Linked DNA regions of Ovis aries: region 2 is linked to region 1. The links are chromatin contacts, called in public Hi-C maps. All regions are on one chromosome and are shown on one strand. The core of a region is the stretch at or near the end of the contact, and the rest is flanking DNA. Distances in the headings are between cores, read along the strand shown. Region 1 holds the start of IQCK (IQ motif containing K). Region 2 holds the start of GPRC5B (G protein-coupled receptor class C group 5 member B).

The links. A called contact is a pair of places that touch in the nucleus more often than the background predicts.
Region 2: a contact with region 1 is called in a Hi-C map of muscle, with 4 times the contacts expected there. The contact joins the promoter of GPRC5B here to the promoter of IQCK in region 1. A contact is called at or near these places in 3 of 16 Hi-C or Micro-C datasets (mesenteric adipose tissue, muscle and skin fibroblasts).

What each region holds. Positions count from the first base shown.
Region 1 is chr24:17,786,228-17,789,505 of ARS-UI_Ramb_v3.0, forward strand. It overlaps IQCK (IQ motif containing K), which reads left to right and starts at 1,760. Exons shown (of 8, transcript XM_042240479.2): 1 at 1,760-2,249. The coding sequence starts at 1,760. KNOP1 (lysine rich nucleolar protein 1) reads right to left here and starts at 1,966. Exons shown (of 5, transcript XM_027961691.2): 1 at 1,905-1,966.
Region 2 is chr24:17,960,507-17,963,784 of ARS-UI_Ramb_v3.0, forward strand. It overlaps GPRC5B (G protein-coupled receptor class C group 5 member B), which reads right to left and starts at 1,534. Exons shown (of 4, transcript XM_027961692.3): 1 at 1,394-1,534.

The DNA of each region.
Region 1 (3,278 bases), core at 510-3,009:
CCATAAGAGGCAATGAACCAGATGAGATCATAGGCTCACAGGTGGTGGTGGGAGCCACATCCAGTCTATAAGCCTGTTTCAATGTTTTTAATTTTTCAAACAAATTGGCAACATTTAATGACCTTGAATGATCAGCTTTTTATTTTTGGAGGGAGGCTGTCACCGAGGCGCCTATGAGAAGGTGCTGGGTGGGCCATCAAATACATTTCAGCTTCCAGTTGGACTAGTCTCTCACTCCAGTCACCAGCCCAGGTCCTGCTTCCTGGACTAGATGACATGGAGACACTCAGGGAATCCAGAAACAAATGGCTCCTCACAGGAGCTTTGGACAGTGGGCAGCAAAGGCCAGGAGCTGCTTCATCCAGCAGTTTTCCTCAGCCTCAGAGCCCAGAGGCTGGACATGCCTCACTCTAAGCTGTTTCAAAGAGCCAGGCCAGGTCTGAGCTGTAGCTCAAGTTCACTCATAGTTGGCTCCTATAGCACCTGGAGATCTGAGGGATCAACCGCACGCTTCCTCCTGGCTGTCTGGCTTTCTGCTGTGTTCCCAGGGCCCAGCTTTGTACCTAGCAGGGTGGGTGCTCAATAAATGCTCACTGAATGAAGGAAGGGATGCTAGAGACACAGAAATGAACAAAAGACTTCCCTGCCATCAAGAAGCAAGCAGGTGTGGATGGGAAAGAGTTGTGTTAACAGTGATACATGTGATAAAAGCAAGCACAGTGGTAAGGTCAGAGTAAGACAGGTCATCAAATCTGGCCTACCAGTTGTCAGCAAACTTTCTGAAGAGGTTTCCAGCTTGGGCAAGCACAGGATGGAAATGCTAAGCCCTAAGACAAAAAAACTGAAGTGTAAGGTGACTGCGGAGAGGTGACTGAAGGCAACAGTCTGGTTGGAATAGTTCAGTTCAGTCGCTCAGTCGTGTCTGACTCTCTGCGACGCCAGACACCTTGAGGTATCCATGGGGAGATGTTGGTGGACAGCTGGCTGTATGGGTCTGAGGCTCAGAGGTGACTGGACTGATATGGGTGACATAAATTTAGAAATATATGGATGGTATGTAAGCTTTGAACAGAACGAGCCTGAGACAGAACCTCAGAGAATTCTAACGTTTAAATGGGTGGGCAGAGGAAGAGGGGCCTGCAAAGGAGAGGGAGAAGGTGCCAAACCGGAGAGGGTGGAGCCAAGGGCGCCTCAAGTGGAGGAGTGGTCTAGAGATCTGTAACAACGAAGAAGTCAAAGGGAGTTTGTCGCCAGCTTAATCCCTTTCTCTTCCTATCTCCATCGTTTAAAACACTGCAGCACTGTCCTCTTCGGCAGTGAAGAAGACCCTTTCCTTCAAACCCGACATCCCAAGTGTATTCATTCCTTCAAGAAGGGAAGAGGAAATAAACCTTACAGCGTCGCCTAAGAACGCAAAATGCTTTCTCCAAAAGCGCTTTTAAATTCTAGCAGTAGCCTCATGAGGATCGGTGTAAATAACCCATCTCAGAGACGTGCAAACTGAGACTTGGAGACTTTAATTTACTTGCCCTGGGTCCCAAAGCCAGCAAGGGGTAAAACAAGGATTCGAACCCAGCCCGCAGAACTTCGGAGCCTGTGCTCCAAAACCCAACTCACACCGCAGGCTCACTAAGAGGAAGCAAGGGAGCCGCGAAGGCAGACTGCCGCCTCAAACGCCCGACCGCACCAAGGTTTCCGCAAAGAGGGAGGGATTACGCCGGGTGCCAGGTCCGCTCCAAGGCGGGAGAACTTCCTGAGGATGGCGCCTCAGACCGGCGACGAGGGGGACGTGGATCTGAGGGTGCAAGCCATCCTCGTCTGGTCCCTCGGCTCGCCACGCAAATCCCCAGACTCAGTCTGCAGTCCTGGTTCCGTCCCGCGTACGACGCGCTCTCCGAACTCACCCAAAGGCCAAAGTTCCCCGCCTCCACGTGAGAGCCCGCGCCGCCGTGACCCGGAAGTCAATGTCGACTCGCCGGCCCGTCCCCGCAAGAGACGGCTTCTTCCGGGTCGCGGCCTTTCTGGGCGCTCGGTTGCCGTGGAAACGGCGGCCATGACCGCGGCCATGGCGGCGCCCGGACCTGTGGGCCGCACCGCCCAGCGCTTGGAAGGGACAGTCTCCAACGAGTCGTCCATTACTGCCAGGACGCAGGTGCCCGTAGTGTCTCCTGAGTCCCTCGATCTGCCCGTCTCGCCGGTGCAGGTTTCGGAGCTACCTAGCAAGAACCTGTGGGAGCAGATCTGCGAGGGTAGGCAGCCCGGGCCGGCCGAGAGGGACGGGACTCTGGCGGCCCGGCGGGGCTCGCGCTTGCTGGGTGCCTACTGTGCGCCAGGCGGCTGACGTGCGAGGCCTCCAGGGAGCCTCGCCGCGGGCCCGCCGGGCTCCCCGTGTTACGTACGGGGAAACTGAGACTCTTGAGAGGCTTGTCCGAGGTTACGCAGCGCAGCCTCCAGCCTAAATCCATAGTCAGGTCGAAGGCAAGGGAAAGAAGGGGGAACAAACGGGACCTTGGCCTGAACCAGTGATGCTGAAAACTCCTTTCAGTTCAGTCGCTCAGTCGTGTCCGACTCATGGCGACCCGCGGACTGCAGCACGCCAGGTTTCCCTGTCCATCACCAACTCCTGGAGCTTTCTGAAGCACATGTCCATCCAGTCGGTGATGCCATCCAACCATCTCATCCTCTGTCGTCCCCTTCTTCTCCTGCCTTCAATCATTCCCAGCATCAGGGTCTTTTCCAGTGAGTCAGTTCTTCTCATCAGGTGGCAAAGTACTGGAGCTTGAGCTTCAGCATCAGTCTTTCAAATGAACATTCAGGACTGATTTCCTTTAGGATTGACAGGTTTGATCTCCTTGCAGTCCAAGGGACTCTCAAGAGTCTTCTCCAACACCACAGTTCAAAAGCATCAGTTCTTCAGTGCTCAGCTTTCTTTATAGTCCAACTCTCACATACATACATGATTACTGGAAAAACCACAGCTTTGACTAGATGGACCTTTGTTGGCAAAGTATTGTCTCTGCTTTTTAATAGGCTCTCTAGGTTGGTCATAGCTTTTCTTCCAAGGAGCAAGCATCTTAATTTCATGGCTGCAGTCACTATCTGCAGTGATTTTGAAGTCCAAGAAAATAAAGTCTCTCACTGTTTCCACTGTTTCCCTGTTTATTTGCCATGAAGTGATGGGACCAGGTGCCAGGATCTTAGTTTTCTGAATGTTGTTTTAAGCCAACTTTTTCACTCCTCTTTCACTTTCATCAAGAGGCTCTTTAGTTCTCTTTCTG
Region 2 (3,278 bases), core at 284-2,783, 170 kb after region 1:
CAAGACTGCTTGTCTCATTGCCTGTGCCCTAAATGGCGACTCCTTCCCACTTCCATTTTTCCCTTCCCAACTCAGTTGACCCCTTTTCAGACAGAGCAGGAACAGATAGGAAACAGTTTACTCCACAGTCCAGATACAAAACTGGCCGGGTGGAGGGCTCCCAACCCACAGATACCGATTTGCATTCTATTTACATCCTATTTGCATGCAGTTTAACTCGACGTCTTGAGTCCTCCAGAAAGCCTCCATCCCTGGGGAAACTTATGAATCAAGGTTCCTCGGCAGAAGTTCCAAAGCTTTTGTGCCAAGCCCCTCCCCCACTTCTCGCCTCTTTGCGAGGACCCCTAGTTCCTCCTGGGCTCAGTTCAGGTCCCCCCCACCCCCCATACTGGCGCAGTTGGGCAGCCAATGTGGCGCGTGGCCCGGGGCCCCAGGCGGGGACGCCGCTGCCCGCCACACTCCAGGGGCCTTTGTCCGCTCTCCAAGGAGCCGCCCCCTTAGCGAACTGGGGACAAGTTGCGTTGAGGGGTGGGAGGGCGATTGGCTAGGCCTGGGAGTGACATAGCCGGGGAATGAACCCAAGGGCTGCGCTGGACCCGTCCTCGGTGGCAACGGTACCCCCTCCCTCCCTGCCCAGTTAACCAGCCCTCCGGCCGAGGCGGGTGCGGGCGGTAGGGGTCCCGGGATGCTTGGGACTGGAAGCCTGTGTCCCCCAAAGGGTGCGGACGCAGCACAGGGCTGATCATCGCCTCTAGCCTGGCAGGAACAGAAACGCTAAGCCCCCCGCCATTGTATGCAGTCGCCCCTCACTTGTACCCCAGCTCCAGGTCCCAGCTCTGCCTCTTTTCGCCCGCAGTGTCCCTTCCTTGTCCCGTAGTGCGTAGCCGCGACCCCCAGTCCCTACGGCAGGTGCCGCAGCTCACCTCCAAAGCTTTCCCCTTGTGCCCCCGGCTCCGCCTGCTCTGTCTGTGGTCAGGCCCCGCGCCTGCCACGCAGCCCCCAGACCTGCCCGCGGCTGCCCTCACACGAGTCACTCGGGCACGCCTGAAGTCCCTTACAGTTCCAGCAGCCCTTTGCCTGATCTGCGATCGCCTCCAGACCCTCCTCTGAGACTTTGATCTCCGTCTGGTCCGGGAACACCGCCCCCGCCCCATTAAGGTCCCAACCTTCTCCGCCCCCTGCCCCGCGGTCTGCGGGCTCCTCTCTGCCGCCAAACTGTGGTCCTCCAGCCCGGAAACCCCAACTCCCCCAGCAGACTAACCCCTTGGGGAAGAGGAGGAACTCAGAAAAGCCCGAGAAGCAGACCACATCCCAACGCTCACAAGTGCACCCGGGGAAAAGTTTCTGGGGTCGCCGCAGCGCCCTCCACCCTCCCGGCGCGGCTGGCACTCACCGACCCCCGCGGCCCCGCAGCGCCGACGCTCCCGCTGGCCCTCGGCCCGAGTCACATCTCTGCAGCGCCGCCGTGGCCCCAGCCCAGCGATCCCGCCCGCCCGCCCGCCCGCCCGTCCGGCCTCACTGCATCGCACTCGCTAGCCGCAGCCGCGCGAGGCGCCCCCTGGCCCGGCCCGCGCTGCTGCAGCCGCCGCGGCCCCGCCCCCTGAGGCCCCGCCCCCGGAGCTCCGAACCCCGCCCCCGTCCCGGCCAGGGCTGATTGTTCCAAGCGGAACCCGGCGCACGCTCCTTGCTCCCCACTTGCAGCGCCGAGGCGAGCCCCCTCCAGTGTCCGCATTTAGGGACCACCACCCTCACATCCACAGTGCGTCCAAAATCACTCTGGACGTGCTGGACATTTTCCTCCGTTGATCCACTTGCAGAAACACACACATAGAGGGGTTTTCTAAACTGTGGGTTCCTAAACAGCTGTTGTTCTGTCGCCCTGTCGTGTCCGACTCTTTGCAACCCCCTGGACTGCAGCACGTCAGGCCTCCCTCCTCCCTGTCCCTCACCATCTCCTTGAGTTTGCCCAAGTTCATATCCATTGCATCGGTGTTGCCTTCCAGCCATCTCATCCTCTGACGCCCTCTTCTTCGCCTTCAATCTTCTCCAGCATCAGGGACTTTTCCAGTGAGTCCACTGTTCGCATCAGGTGACCAAACTACTGGAGCTTCAGCTTCGGCATCAGTCTTTCCAACGAGTGTTCAGGGTTGATTTCCCTTAAGATTGACTGGTTTGATCTTGCTGTCCAAGGAACTTTCAGAAGTCTTCTCCAGCACCCCATTTCGAAGGCATCAGTTCTTTGGCGTTCTGCTTTCTTTCCGGTCCAGCTCTCACAAGAGTACCCGGCCATTAAGAAGACCATAGCCTTGACTATACGACCTTTGTCGGCAGAGTAGTGTTTCTACTTTTCAACATACCGTCTAAGTTTGTCACAGCTTTCCTGCCAAGAAGTAATCATATTCTGATTTCATGGCTGCAGTCACCATCCACAGTGATTTTGGAGCCCAAGAAGAAGAAATCTGTCACCACTTCCACCTTTTCCCCTTCTATTTGCCGTGAAGTAATGGGGCCTGATGCCATGATCTTAGTTTTCTGTAATATTTAGTGTTAAACTGACTCTTTCACTCTCCCTCTTCACCCTCAAGAGACTCTATCTAGTTCCTCTTCACTTTCTGCCATTAGAGTGGTATCATCCTCATACCTAAAGCTGTTGGTTTCTCCCGCCTATCGATTCCAGCTTGTACCTTATCCAGCCTGGCATTTCTCATGATGGGCTCCGCGGATAGATCAAACAAACAGGGTGCCAGCAGACAGCCCTGTTGGACTCCTTTCTCAATCTTGAGTTCTAAACAGTTACTTCCCCACAATATACCAGTGCCGGATCCAGGGTGCAGAGAGGATTCTGCTGAGACTGTTCCAGAATCACTAACACCCTAACTTCAGCCAGGCAGCCCCTCCCGCCTGGGCACACTCCAATCCTGCCACCTCCGGCCATGTGCCTTTGTCCCTTTATGCACCGTGAGCCCCACATCCGTGTTCTTGGCCACCCCAAACATACTCATATGTCTACCGCAAGCATATTCACACGCCCACTCACCCCTCACATGGATCCATACGCAGGATCCCACCACTGCTACCACCCTCATCACTCACACGCATGCGCACACTTCCACGATCGCCTCGAGCACACACTTGGGGGCCTGGGGCCACTAGTCTGGCGCTCAGCCGACACTCAGAGCTCAGGCTGCTCACCCGCCCACAGCGCAACTGTGAGACGCTCCTTACGGAAAGGGTCTGGGCCACACGTACCTCAACACTGAATGTGGCTCCTAGACCAC